Regions from separate parts of the Mus musculus genome. Here region 2 is linked to region 1. The links are chromatin contacts, called in public HiChIP or PLAC-seq maps. All regions are on one chromosome and are shown on one strand. Each heading gives the region's core, a stretch centred on a gene start, on an enhancer-like site or on the middle of the called end of the contact. The rest is flanking DNA. Distances are from core to core; before and after follow the strand shown.

Region 1 (6,924 bases), core at 1,116-3,615:
AGAATTCTTAAAGGACTGTTTTAAGAGACTGAGCCTCAAAGTCAGGAGTTTCAGGTGACGTCAGAGAGTTTGTGTTTCATTTCTTTGTCGTTGCCATCCTATCTTCCAGTGGGGAACAAGTAGAACAAAATCATAAACAACATATTAGTACACAATAAATTCAGTTAATGACTATCTCTAAAGAGCTGAATGAAAGTGGGAGTGCTCATACAGTTTTTAAAAACAATCAGTGCTTACTCTGTGATAATTTATTCTAATATTTGAGACAGAGGTTGGGGACATTGCGTTTCAATGTTTTGAGGATGGGTTGGTTGGTTTTCATAACAGGTTGCACTGTAAATCACAGGCTGGCCTGAAACTGAGATAGTACTCCTGCCTCAGCTTGGCCCACTGGGCCTGGCACATAAGTTATCACCTCTAGTAATAAGGTGCTATCTATCTTACACAAAGAGTGGTCTTGTTTTTTTAGTAATTCTCAGTACTAAAATATGCTTTAGATTGAACCAAACTTAACCTGTTTTGATTGTTTTTTATTCTGTTGTAATGTTGTTTTTAAGACTAAACTAGGGGCCAAGAAGTAGTGCTTCCCTAGCATGCAAGGCCCTGGGTTCTGTTATTGGGACCACAAATAAAAAAGCATGCATATGTATGGACTATGCAGGGAAGCCCTCCCAGAAACAATTTTTCCTATAAAAATCAACTTCAGTGTTTGAGATAATCACTCAGTTAGTACAGTGCTTGCTATGCAAGCGTGGGGACCTGTGTTTGATCCCCAGGTTACATATAAAAGCCAAGTGTCTACTCATAATTCCAACTAGCCCTAGGCTGGTGGGGAGGGAAATCCATGGAGCTCGTTGGAAACCTAACCTGCTTGGCAAGCTTTGAACCAGACTGTTTCAAGAAAACAAGGATGGCACCTAAGGAACCACAGCTGAAGTTGACCCCTTGCTTCCATACACACAAGCAGTGCACATGAGTCTAGCCTGCTGTGTATACACTGTCACAGAACTTCATTTATCAAAGCCCACTAGAATCAATGTGGTAGTGCATCCACTAATCCCAACAGCAATTGAGAGTTTGAGGCCAGCCTGGGCTATATAATGAGACCTTGTCTGGGGAACAAAACAAAGGATAACCCAATTAATTAAAATGATCATAGGACCAAGCATTATGGGGCACTCCTTTGATCTCAGCACTCTGGAGACAGGTAAAAGGATCTATCCGGGTTCAAGGCTACCCTGGTCTACATAGCAAGTTCCACGACAGGCAAGATTTCATAGAGATAAACTATGTCTCAAAAAAAAAAAAAAAAAAAAAAAAAAAAACACGTATGAAAGGAAAGATAGATATGCAGCACAGCAGTAGGGCTCTTTCTTTCGTGGAAAGATACTGTGTTACCTAGCACCACAAACCAGAAAAGAAGAATTTCCTAGGTGTATACTACTTCAACTGATATTTCTTGGTCATGGCTAACAAAACTATTTGAAAACTTATGTCAGAAATATTGACCTTAGCATGCTGGTGGACACCTTTAATCCCAGTGCTTGGGAAACAGAGGCAGGCAGAGCTCTGTAAGTTCAAGGCCATTCTACATAGTGAATACCTGAATTCCGGACCAACCAGGGCTACATAGTGAGAGCCTGTCTTAAAACAACAACAACAAAAAATTAGTTTCTATTGCTACATGTTGTTGCTGTGGTTTGGTGATGTCACACCAGTGTGGAAAATCATATCACAAAGGAGCAGTGCAGTTTGACGTTGTATAATTCTTGTCAAGGATTCATTGTCCACTTGACTCATTTTGTTTTGTTGGAGAAAGAATCTCACTGTGGAGACCAGGCCCGCTTTTGTCTCCCAAGTGCTAGGATTAAAACTGTGCACCACTATGATAGCCTTTTTTAAAATAAAGATAATTAGCGATCTCTTAATGATCTAGAATGTGTACGAGGAACTATTCCGTTTTTTCTCTGCTGGACACAAAGCCTTAGATTTTGGGTATTCTGTCTTATTTCCATTTTTCATGTATTCGTAAGTACCATTATGCTACAGGTGGCTTTAGCCTAACCATTTGGGTGAGACATTAACCTATTAACCTGTTGGGTTTCTTCCCCAGCTTCCCTTAGGTCATAATAAGGATTAAACCTAGAGCCTCATGAATGCTACTTTCCTGCCACTAAACTGTGTCCCAGCCCACTTTTTAGCGAGACAGGATTTTACAGTTAACCACACTGGCCTTGAATTCACTCTGCAGCTGAGGTATACCTTCAACCTCTCAGCCCTTATGCCTCAGCCTGGCTGCACAGACAGACCCAGCTCTGTCTGTCATTCTTGGATTTCGGTTCTTGTGACATTTGTTTATGTAATTCTGCCTTTTAAACTATTAAGCATTATGTAATACCCACCAGAAACTTAGCTGTCTCTTGCCCAACTAGTTACTAGTCGACTTCTACCTCAAAATTGAAGCTTGCCCCATCCTTCTACATCCTCTGAACATAATTTGACAGGATCCTCTTAGTTTTTCTAAATACTTGTCCTTTTTTTTTTGCAGTGTTTCAAAGGCTTTTGCTATCATTTTGTTAATCCTCAACTACATTGCAGTCCTCTTCCTCATAACCTATTTAAAAGCTAAAATTCAAAACACATAACAAATATATGTATCAATATGTATGAAAATGCCTGCTATCACATGATAAGCATTAGGAAAAAATCTTAGTTGAAAACAGGGTCTGTCTCTGTATACACACACACACACACACAGGTACACACACACACACAGAGATACACACACACACAGATACACACACACACACAGATACACACACACACAGATACACACACACACACACACACAGGTACACACACTCACTCTCGGGGACATGCATCAGCATACTCTCAACCGTTTTAAAGCCTCTAGGCCTTCAGGGAATTACTGGACTTCGGGGCCACCACCACCACAGCAGCATCAAGTCCTGGCTGTAACTTTTCTCTATCATTTGTGTAAGAGATGGGAAAAAATAATTCATTGCATAGTTTTAGATAAATCCCATTAAACAGGCAGAGACTTTGATGTTATTATATAACATTGATGCCGATGCTTTTCTCTTATTGATTAGCTACCTGTGAGATGTGTGGGATGGTCGGTGTGCGAGATGCTTTTTACTCTAAAACGAAACGTTTCTGCAGTGTTTCCTGTTCAAGAAGTTACTCGTCAAACTCTAAGAAGGCAAGCATTCTGGCCAGACTTCAGGTAACGGTACAGAAACCTTCTTATTCTTCCTGTTTCCCATGGCTTTCACGCCCAGTCATCTGACTGAGTCACTGCACTCCACCTCTTCCCATGGGCCCGTGGTTTACAGCCTGTACTGTTAGGAATGTATGAGCCACGAGTGGTATACACTGAAGCATCTTACACAGTGAAAGCATGCTATCCAAGATAAGCTGTAAATAATCTGTATAAATGAATAAGACCTTTTCCCACATAAGTACAATTAAACACCTTGTTCTATGTAGAACTTAACAGCTATTCTCTCTGGTGGTCCTCCCCCCAATTTGTCCTTCATTTCCTATCAAGGCAGAGAATGATTCATTTTGGAGGTCCTTCTGTTTGGTTTTCTTCCCTCAACTTTGCTCTGTACTTTGGATTTTGTTCTTTGTTCTTAGGGTTTTTATTGCTGGGGTGAACCCCAACTTTAAACAGCAGGTTCAGCTTTGTACTTTGAGTACATCCAGTTTGATACCTTAACCAAATATGTTTGATTGACATAACTCACCTTTTTTAAAACATCCATGAAATAAAAAGAAAATCATCCTCTTTTAAATATATATATTAGTGCTGACCAAGTACTGGTGTCTTGACTTACTTAACTCCGTTGTTAACATACCATCTAAAAATTTCTTAAGGCATTATAGTACTGATTTTTGTAATTATCTTTTGTATGATCACAGTTTTTCTCTCTCATTTAATGTACTGTGATCATTACATAGCACTGAAAGAGTTATTTAAATCCCCTAGATGAAGGAAATACATCACTTAGATGTATTTCTATATTTCAGATAGACAGTTCCCAAAGATCCTGAGCAGTGGTCTGTACCCAAATGGATGCAGTTTGTCACACTGAATTTGGCCATGATCATTATGTCACTGACCTTTTGCGTTAGCACTAAAGGTATAAACCTCAGTCACTTGCTCTTTGACCATTCAGTTGACTGCTCTCACCATATCAGTAGCATTGCTTTGCAACTGCATGACTGAATAACCCTGGTTCTGTCTACTCTAAGAAGAAGTTGAATATCCACCACAGCCTGTATTTTAACATTTTATTAAATGGGGTATAATTTTTATTAACATATTAATTCGCATATTGCTGTTTTAGTCTGTGCCAGCTCTACTTCCCATATTAGATAACTACATTGTAGCGGAACTCAGAAAGGAAAAAAAACCTCTAATGTTAAAGTTCCTTGTATGTGTTCTCTGCTTTAATAATTTTCTAAACCCTCAGTATTTAAGCAGAATGAGTAGTATGAAGTCATGTTAGATTTTGGTTGTGAAGGGATGAAGAAGAATCCTATTTACTTAACTTTTCTTGTTTCAGGGTAAGCCTCCAACAAAGAAAGCAAAAGTCCTTCAAAAACAACCTTTAGTTGCTAAATTAGCTGCCTATGCCCAGTATCAAGCTACCTTGCAAAATCAAGCAAAGACAAAAGCAGGCAATTCTGGTAAGTGTAATAAAGGTGAAGTATTACTTGTTCAACTAGCTTCACGTAACAGCATTTTAACCTTGGGTTGCGTTTGGGTTGTGTGTGTTTTCTGTTGGCACATTTAGACTGTGTGCTTCCTGGTATCAGATGGTTGGTTGGTTAACTGTTGCAAAGGGGAATAATGGACACACAAAGATGTTATACTGATGGTATTGTATTTATAAATACAAGTGGGACATTCCTAATCAGAAAATACGAACTCTGACCTGGAAAGGCACTTGTTCAGTGATAGTGCTCACATAGTATGTGAGGTCCTCATTCAGTTCATAGTACAACCAAAGGAAAATGTGAAATCTAAATGTTTTAAAATATGTGTCAATTAAGCACCAGTAAAGTGCATGTAGATGCCTGAAAATCCATGAAACTCTGAAATATGATATACTTTTCATAGCAAGTACTTAAAACAGGGGTTTAACCAATAAAAACTTGTATTACTTAGCTACTTTATTATTATTCTGGTGATATTTGAGTAGATTTTTGGAAGAGGGTTTTACTATATAGCCTTAGTTGACTATGATCCCCTGCCATCACCTATTAAGCGCTTTGAGTACAGGCATGTGTTATCACATTCCGCTAAAGTTTTTCTTTTTAAAAAATTAATTTTATTCCTTTCAAGTTTTAAAAAAGATAACTTTCAAAGCCAGGCAGTGGTGGTGCACACCTTTAATCCCAGCACTTGGGAGGCAGAGGCAGGTGGATCTCTGAATTTGAGCCCAACATGGTTTTTAGACATGGTCCAGGACAGCTAGGGTTAGAAAAGAGAAACCCTGTCTCACAAAACCAAAACCACAACAACAACAACAATAATAATAAACAGTAGCAACTTTCAGGCTAGTGAGATGGCTCAGCAGGTAAGAGTACTTGAGACCAAGCCTAGAAACCTGAATTTAGTCCCCGGAACCCACATACGATAAGGAGAGAACCAACTCCCAGAAGCTATCCTGTGACCTTCACACACATGCTTTTGCGTCCACATACACCCCAACACACCATAAATAAGTAAATGTTGGGATCCAGGAATCACAAACACCGATCTCAGACATATACAGCTAGTTTATTTAGCATACACTCCAGGACTGGTCGGCCAGGCCCATGGTCTAGATTCGGGAACTGAATCATGACTCTTGAGTTATGATCCTACAGGGTTTTTAAGCCCATAATACACAAACATAGATGCCCAGTTATTTCACCCGTCAGGATTTAGGGATAGGGGATTTCCTTAGGACCATGTCTTTGTACATTTATCTTGCTCCCATTGGTTGCAGTATTTAACTGTGTCAGGGGACTTCCCTTGTCTAATATCATGCCCTAACTTGTCTATGAGGATAACTACTCACATTCACGTCTCTCTCTCTCTGCCAAATAGAGTGTCAGTTTCCAGGAAGTTCTGGGGAACTTAAAACTTTACTAGACCACTATTCAAAATGGAAGTCTTATTCCAAATAGTTTATTAAATTGTTGCAGGTGTCTCTCTTATGTTGAATCTATCCCAGGGGTAACTTACACCATAAAAGCTTATATGTAGGTGCAGGAAGTTCTGCTAACTTCTATCGCGTTTGGTTTCCAGGGGCACAGAACATAACAATATGCAATCGATCTTGGCATTAGAAAGTTTCCTAGTTGGGGGTGGGGGGAGAATCCTTGTGGAGTTGGGTGGGGGCTACTGGGGCAGGGGCGGGGGGAGTAGGGAATGTGGAACCAGTCAGAGGGTGGACCAAGAGGGGGATAAAATCTAGACTGTAAAAAAAGTTAAATACAATTTTTTAAAAATGGAAAAAAAGGTTTCCTAGTAACAGCAGAAACATATGAGAAAGTTTTCTTATAATGGCAGACTAGCCATATAACTGTTATTACTTAGGCCTTAACAATAAATAAATTTTTGTAAAGACAATATTAGAGAATTATATCTAAATTTATTTTATTTCAGCAATCTCTGTGGAAGGCTTCAGCTGGGGTAACTACATCAACAGCAACAGCTTCATAGCAGCTCCAGTGGCCTGTTTTAAGCATGTGAGTATAGAATTTCTCCCATACCATGAAATATGTGATCTTTAAATCAGAATGCACAATAGCACCTCATCATCATATGCTTAGAAAGTGTTTGCTTATACCAAAAGAGAAAAAATGTTTCTCCTTTAGTATTATACTTAATAGCTAAAAGTAACT
Region 2 (7,547 bases), core at 1,273-3,772, 60 kb after region 1:
TTACTGTGCAATGCTCCGCTATGCTCCAAAGACTCAACACAGGCAGAGGTCCACTCACCTGCAGAAACTTCAGACCAACAAGGCGGAACCCCTTCTGCTCGAACCGCTTGATGATCTCGCCCACCAGCCCCCGCTGGACCCCATCAGGCTTGATGGCAATGAAGGTGCGCTCACTGTTGGCCATGGTCCTGTGGATAAGCAAGCAGGGAAATGAAACAGGGCTGAAGAGATTCGCTCATCATGATCCTTTTCAAGCGGATTACCCCCATAAAGCTGGCTTTCATCTACTATGTCTACCCCAAATCTCTCCAGTAAAATCCCAATCCCTGCCCAGCTCATTCACCCACAAATTAATATCCTGAAGTGGGGGAGGGCTCAAAAACAGGAACTGAAATGTTTATTCCATTGATTTAGTAACCTCCTATTGAGCGTCTACTGGGATGGAGCTAAGGAAAGAGATGTAAACTAAGACATACACACACCAAAAAGACAGCACCTTTTTCAGTAAAACAGATTAGGGGATGTTGCACTGGTGTGGTTTTCCTAGGGAAAGCAACATCTGGAACAAGACGGTCTGACCTCAGACATTAAAGCCAGCAAGAGTTTTAGAGCCGAGCGTGGTGGTGCACACCTTTAATCCCAGCACTCGGGAGGCAGAGGCAGGCAGATTTCTGAGTTCGAGGCCAGCCTGGTCTACAAAATGAGTTCCAGAGAAACCCTGTCTCGAAAAACCAAAAACGAAAAAAAAAAAAAAAGTTTTAGAGAATATGTCACGACAACCATCTTTGGTTTTTACAAAGAATGAGATTTCCCAGCCCTGTGCAATTTGGGACACTTCTCAGGATGCAATGAGAAAAGCCAAGCCTGAGGATACATGCCAGTAATTATATCCCTAGGAAGGCTAAGGCAAAAGGGAAAAAAAAAAAAAATCAGACCAGCCTGGGCAACATAAGAGCCTGACTCAAAAAGCAAAGCAAAGCATAAAAAAAGAAAAGAAGGAAGAAAGAAAGAAAAGCAAGAAAGAAAGAAAAGGAAAAAAGAAAAGAAGAAAATGGGAAAGCAAACAAACAATGACTATGTTCTATCATAGATTGGGGAGGGACTCAGAAGGCCCAAGGCCTTATCCCTGCCTTGGGAGCTATTGGCAATTATTGGCAATTAAGGGGGGGGGGGCACTCTTCACTGATGTAGCCATGGGTAAACTGTCCATGCCACAGCAAATAACTCCTCTATCCATCAAGCAAGCAACTCCAATTAAACTCATTCAAACACACACAAACACACACACAGAGAGAAAAAATATAAGACATGAAAGTAGGAGAGAACTTGTTGGAAGAATTCAGGCTAGATGAGAGAGTGTAAGGGGAGAGGGTGAAATGACTAAATATATCACATACATGTAGAAAATTGTCAGAGAATAAAAAGATAAAAACTTGAAAGTCCATTATGTAAGACTAGCAATTAACATTTATTAAATTACATATTATGGGGAAAGGGCAATGAGTATTGTAACTAACCAATGAACTGTGGATTATGAGAAAAACCACAGCCCAATACCTAACATGGGGCATCATCCAGGAAGAAGACACCTGGAGAACATCCATTCCAGAATGTTCCATTTCCAGGGTACACTGCCTCACAAGATGAAAGGAGACTCCACCTTGAAAGACGATACCTAAGAGGACAGCAACACCGGCTCCTGGCTCTGTCTTTCTAAACTTGGGTTCACCTCTAATTTTATACCCTAAGAATGAGGCCTGAGCCAGCTAGACGGCCTAGCAGACCTTGAGTTGTACTACAAGCATGTGTTGGGTCCCACGAACCCGCTCCACAAAATTACCTTCTGGGGTTCACATGTGAGCTAGGGCATGCATGAACCTTTGCATGATCATTTTTGTTCCTGACTTCCTGTCCCTCTCGCCTGCCCGGTCTGTAAGCCAGTCCACCTATCTTTGATACCAAACCACGGGGTCTCGCAGTCAATAGGAGCAAAGAGCAGGCCTTAAGTGGCAATCGCGCCCCCCATAAAGAGAAAGACAGAAGCCACAGACTAGCTGGAGAATGTCTGAAGGAAAGATTATTCAGAAATGGCTGAAACATCCTCTATGAAAGCCTCTGCATACCGATCTCTCTTTCTTTCTCTCTTCACTCACATTCACACACACAGAGAGTGTCATTCATTCATTCAGCAAGCACCACCCGAGTACCAACTCTGTGCCCAACAGCGGACTGGAAAGAGAATAAGGCATAGCCCTGCCGCGAGCCGGACAGGAACTGCGGCCACGGACAAAGGCGAGCCCACGTGGCGTATCAAGCTGACAGGTCTGTACCTGGCCACAGCCTGCCATCTCCCTGCCTGCCATCTCCCTAACACCCCGCGGAGAGTGCACCCTTTAGTGAACGCCCACCTCCCTCCCCATTCACCTAAACCCTCAACTTGTCTCCTTGACTCTCAACTTGACCCCTCTTACCCCTTCAGATGACAAGGCTTTACCGCCGGCTGCGACTGCCCGCACCGGAAACGCTCCCCGGCCTCACGTGGTTCCCCGCAGCTGCTCGCACGGAACCTTTTCGGACAGTTCCGATTCAGGGGAGCCCTTTTAGCGGTACACCGCCGGTCCCCGCTTCTTCTGGGGAGTCGGATGTCATTCTAGGGAGCACTCGCCCAGTGTTTAACTTCCGACACTGGGTGTGGTGTTTTGGATTTTTTTACCCCCCCTGTCTGGCGGCCATCTTCTGTTTCTCCCCTACGGCTGCCTGTGACTCACTTCCTCCGTTCCCGAGAAAATCTAGTTTTTCCCGACAGGTGGCGCTCACACTGCATGAAGTCACAACTAGAGCTTCAGTGGCCGTGTCATTCCACCTTCCCTTCATTCTGTCAAGCAACAAATGTACTGAATCCTATGTGCCGGGTAGGAACATTCTAGAGCCTAGGGTTGAAGTTTACTTGGGAGCTTACTAGTAGGGTTGAGAATTGCGACAATAAAGAGAAAATTGATAGTGAACACACAGTGCAAGTGCTGATAAGAAAGAACAGAGCAGGGGGAAAAAATTAAGGCTGAGAAATCTCTGCAGAAGTGATAATCAAAAGGACCTACATGAAGGGAGAAAGCCCGTTATTACCTGAGAGCCAAGAATTATAGTGAATACCTGATGGTAGGAAACGCGGGAGGAGGGTTTTATTATTGTTGTTATTATTGTATGTAGGGTCTCATTATGTAACTCTGACTTTTCTGGAACTCACTGTGTAGATCAGGCTGGCCATGACCTCGCAGAGACTCCCTCTTAGTCTGCCTCCCGAGTTCTGGGATTAAAGGCATAACCACATCCGGCATTATTTATTTGTTTGCTTATTAAGATGTATTTATTTTATGTATGAGTGCTCTATCTGCATGTATACCTGCAGGCCAGAAAAAGGCATCAGATCCCATTATAGATGATTGTGAGCCACTACGTGACTGCTGGGGATTAAACTCAGGACCTCTGGAAGAGTAGACAGTGCTCTTCATCATTGAGCCATCTCTCCAGCCTCTTATTATTTATTTACATGTACACGCGTATGTCAGTGTATGAAGTGGTCAGTTCCAATGGCGGTGGAGTTACAAACAGTTGCGAGTGATCTGATGTGAGTGCTAGGAACGGAACTTGGGTCCTCTGCAAGGACAGTGTGTGCTTCATAGCCACTGGACCAGCTTGCCAGCCCAGATGATGTGTTTGTTTGCTTGCTTGCTTTTTTTGTTTTGTTTTTTGTCTTTTGTTTTTAATGAAATGGAGGGACTGGGGTGTTGGTCAAATGAGAAGGGCCTTGCCTGATGAATTCACAGCACTGGGAAGGCTGAAGCAGGATCATCAAGACTTAGAGGCCACCAGGATGACATAGAGAGAATATGTCTCTCAAAAAAACAGGCAGGTTAAAGAGCTCTGTGATTTCAAGACAAGCCTGATCTATATAGTGAATTACAGGCTAGTCAGCACAACTTAGCAAAAGCTTATCTCAAGCAAAACAAAGCAAAACAAACAAACAAAAAAGAGTCAAACACACATAGTCTAATTATAAAATGGGCAAAAGACAAGAATAGACTTTTCACAGGCAGAATATGCAGGGGGTGTGGAGGAGGAAAAGAAAAGCTATTGTCTCTAGCTCGGTGGGTAGAATGTTTGCTTGGCATGCACAGAGCCTTAGGTTGAATCCCCAACTTTACTTAGATTGGGTGTAGTTTCACAGGCCTGTAATCCCAGCACATCCAAGGTAGGTCAAAAGTTCAAGGTCATCCTAAGCTACACAGTAAGTTTGAAGTCTGCCTAGACTATAAAAGACTGATTTGAGAAGAAAAAGGGGGGTGGGGGGGGCTGGCAAGATGGCCCAACAGGTAATAGCACTGACTGCTCTTCTAAAGTCCTGAGTTCAAATCCCAGCAACCACATTATGGCTCACAACCACCTGTAGTGAGATCTAATGAGTCAGCTACAGTGTATTTATGTATAATAATAAATAAATCTTTATGCCGGACTGAGCAAGCAGACTTGATTGGAGCGAGTGGGGCTACTGCAGTGAGGAGAGGTCTGAAAAATTCAATTCCCAACAACCACTTGAAGGCTCACAACCATCTGTACAGCTACAGTGTACTCACATCCCTAAAATAAATAAATAATTCTTTTTTAAAAAGAAGAAGAAAGGAAAAAAAAAAAAAAAACCAGACATGGTAGCTCATACCTATGATCCCAGAACCTTCAGGGCTGAAGAACAGATAACCTTGAATTCAAGGCCAGTTTTACTTATGTATGGGTTTCCAGACTATGCATGTGCGCACACGCACACACACACACATGTTTAACTTCATTAGCCATTAGAGAGATATGAATTAAATCCGTGATGAGTTATCAGTACACTTGTAAAGATAGGAAAGTAAACTATAGCAACCACTTTCAGCTTTTGGGAAGCTAAATCAAGAGAGCTAAACATGTAAGGCTAGCCTGAACTACAACAGCAAGAATGTGCCTTAAAGCTGGGTATGATAAGGGCAGGAAAATCAAGAGCTCAAGGTCATCCTATGCCACTTAACGAATCTGAAATCCGCTTAGATTACATAGCACCCTATCTTGAAAAATAAAATTTTTAAAAAGGAGGGGCCAGTGATGATAACACTAAATATTATTGATGAGGTGAAATAGGATTTAGATTATTAATTAGAATTTAAATTATTCTGACTGAAAAAAAATTCGCTTGCTGGCTGAGGATACAGAACATTAGTAGAGCATATACAGAACCCTGAGCCCAATCTTAAAATGAGAAAAAGGAAAATTGACCTGCAGTCCCGGGTACTCGATAACACTAAATATTATTGATGAGGTGAAATAGGATTTAGATTATTAATTGGAATTTAAATTATTCTGACTGAAAAAAAAAATTTGCTTGCTGGCTGAGGATACAGAACATTAGTAGAGCATATACAGAACCCTGAGCCCAATCTTAAAATGAGAAAAAGGAAAATTGACCTGCAGTCCCGGGTACTCTGGATGCTGAAGCAAAAGAATCATGCTAGGTCAGGAGTTCAGGGCCAGCCTAGGAAACAGTGAGAATCTCATCTCTGAAAACAAGGAAAGACCTAGATTATAGCAAAAATTAAATACTGTATTATTTCATTCATGTGGCATTCTTTTGGTGTGGTAGATCAGATCTAGGGTCTCATAAATACTAAGTATATATGCTACCACTAAGCTACATATATCTTCAGCCTGTATAAAACATTGTTAAATAACAAGAAATTGGGAACGAATTAGTGGTTACCAGGAGTTAGGGATAAATACAGGGTACAAATATGTCTCCATAAAGAGGTAATCTAAGGAAATCCTGGAATAAATGATTGGGGGATTGAGACTATGGTGCCCAGGCTAACTCAGTCTCTTGAGTGCTAGAACTATTGGTATGAGCCACTATGCCTAGCCTATTTCAGAAAACATGAGTTGTTGCTTCTGGTTGGTTGGTTAGTTAGTTAGTTAGTTAGTTAATTGTTGGTTTTGTGTATGTGTGGTTTGTTTGGAAACGGCCTCAAGTAGATCAGGCTGGCTCAAGTGTATTATGTTGCTGGCCTAGTTCTGTATCTTGAGTGTGATGGCAATTGCTCAAATGTACATGTTGAAAGGTCGGCTAAGGAACTTTGGGAAGGTCATGAAACACTTGCCCCTCCAGAAGGGAGAGGTTAATTAACACTCCTCAGACTACAGGGCTGGAACTGACCTACCGGTGGGAACACATTCCTAAAGATGGACCTTTGCCCACCTCAGACAAGGGAAGTCCTTGTCACCTCATTCCCTAAAGACCAATCAATTTAAAGGGTGCACTGTTCCGCCAATCATATTGTGCCTAGTTGCTGATGCTCTAGTCCACCCCTAGAAACCCTGTAAAAACTTGCTGAATGGGCACCGGAGGGTCGCTTCCTTCGTGTCTGGGATGATCCAGTGCACTGGAACAATAAATTCCTCTTGCTTTTTGCATCGATCCCGGCTCCACGTGGTTCACTCAGGGGTCCCCAGTAAGCTAAGGCTCTCTGGAGTCTTACAATGTGTAACAAAGTTCTGAGAAGTCATAAATATGTGACTTAAATGAACTCGGGAAAAACTGACGAGAGCAGAATCCATGTGGGTAACAAGGATGACAGTTTTCTGATTTGTTTTTGTTCCTGTTTTACTTCGCTTGGGGTTTTTGTTTTCCTTGTCGTTGTATGGAAGTAGTTGTTCTATGAAGTATTTCATTTTCTATGTAGTCCAGGCTGGCCTCCAATTTACAGCATTTCTTCCTTACCCTTGGCTACCCTGGAACTCACTATGTACACCAGGCTGGTCTTGAACTCAGAGATCTACCTGCTTCTGAGTACTGGGAATAAAGGCATGTGCCACCACTGCCTGGCTTTAAGTTGCCTTTTTAAGGTTACTTGATCACAGTAACAGTCACTAAAATGAACAAACATGGTCTGTCTTAGTTGCCTTATAAAAGAAATTATTTAATTAGGGGCTCCCTGTTGCAGAAGGCTAGGGTGGGTGCATGGCATCAGGAAGGCAGGTGTGAACTGATCTACAAGTGGAAGGAAGAGAGAGATGGCTAACTGGGAATGTCATGTGCTTGTGAAACCTCAAAGCGCAATGGCACACCTCCTCCAAGAAGGCCACATCTCCTAACCCTTCCCAAATACTTCCAACTGGGAAACAAGTATTCAAATTATATGTGCCTGAGAAGGGCCAATCTCACTCAAACCAATACTTTGTCTTAAAAACAACAACCATGAAACAAAACAAAAAGGAACAAAACAAAAAGGTGGGTCTGTTGACGCAGCCCTTCACTTCCAGGAACTTGGCAGGCAGGCTAAGACAAAAGGATCACAAGTTCAGTGCTGCAGAGTGACTTTAAACCAGCTCTGGCAATTGTGTGTGACCTTGTTTCAAAATATAAGGCACATAAACAGCTCGGGACGTAAGCTCTATAGTAGAGCACTCTGGCATGCGCAAGCTCTGGGTTCAGTCGCCAGGACAATGAACTGCTCTAACTTTTC

Evidence for each region. HiChIP or PLAC-seq counts read pairs in DNA pulled down with a chosen protein or histone mark.
Region 2: a CTCF HiChIP or PLAC-seq map of the NIH/3T3 cell line shows a contact between it and region 1, with 14 read pairs. The contact joins the promoter of Nme1 here to the enhancer-like site in region 1. A contact is called at or near these places in 1 of 39 promoter capture datasets (macrophages), 1 of 15 datasets of contacts at CTCF or cohesin (the NIH/3T3 cell line), 4 of 115 datasets of contacts at active chromatin or transcription factors (the SCID.adh cell line and embryonic stem cells) and 3 of 9 other capture datasets (adipose tissue, liver and pancreatic islet).

The regions. Positions count from the first base shown.
Region 1 is chr11:93,905,691-93,912,614 of GRCm38.p6, forward strand. Mbtd1 (mbt domain containing 1) reads left to right here. Exons shown (of 16, transcript NM_134012.4): 3 at 3,114-3,247; 4 at 4,593-4,716; 5 at 6,686-6,768. Among named protein-coding and RNA genes, the nearest start is that of Mbtd1, 23 kb to the left of the region's middle. Within about 2 kb of position 2,366, at least 39 of the 459 cell types and tissues checked have an H3K27ac peak or open chromatin away from gene starts, as enhancers often do. A contact at or near this core is called in the NIH/3T3 cell line and adipose tissue, where this site is marked.
Region 2 is chr11:93,965,750-93,973,296 of GRCm38.p6, forward strand. Nme1 (NME/NM23 nucleoside diphosphate kinase 1) reads right to left here and starts at 2,523. Exons shown (of 5, transcript NM_008704.3): 1 at 2,472-2,523; 2 at 59-188. The coding sequence starts at 184. Gm35198 (a long non-coding RNA gene) reads left to right here and starts at 2,756. Exons shown (of 3, transcript XR_388959.3): 1 at 2,756-2,912.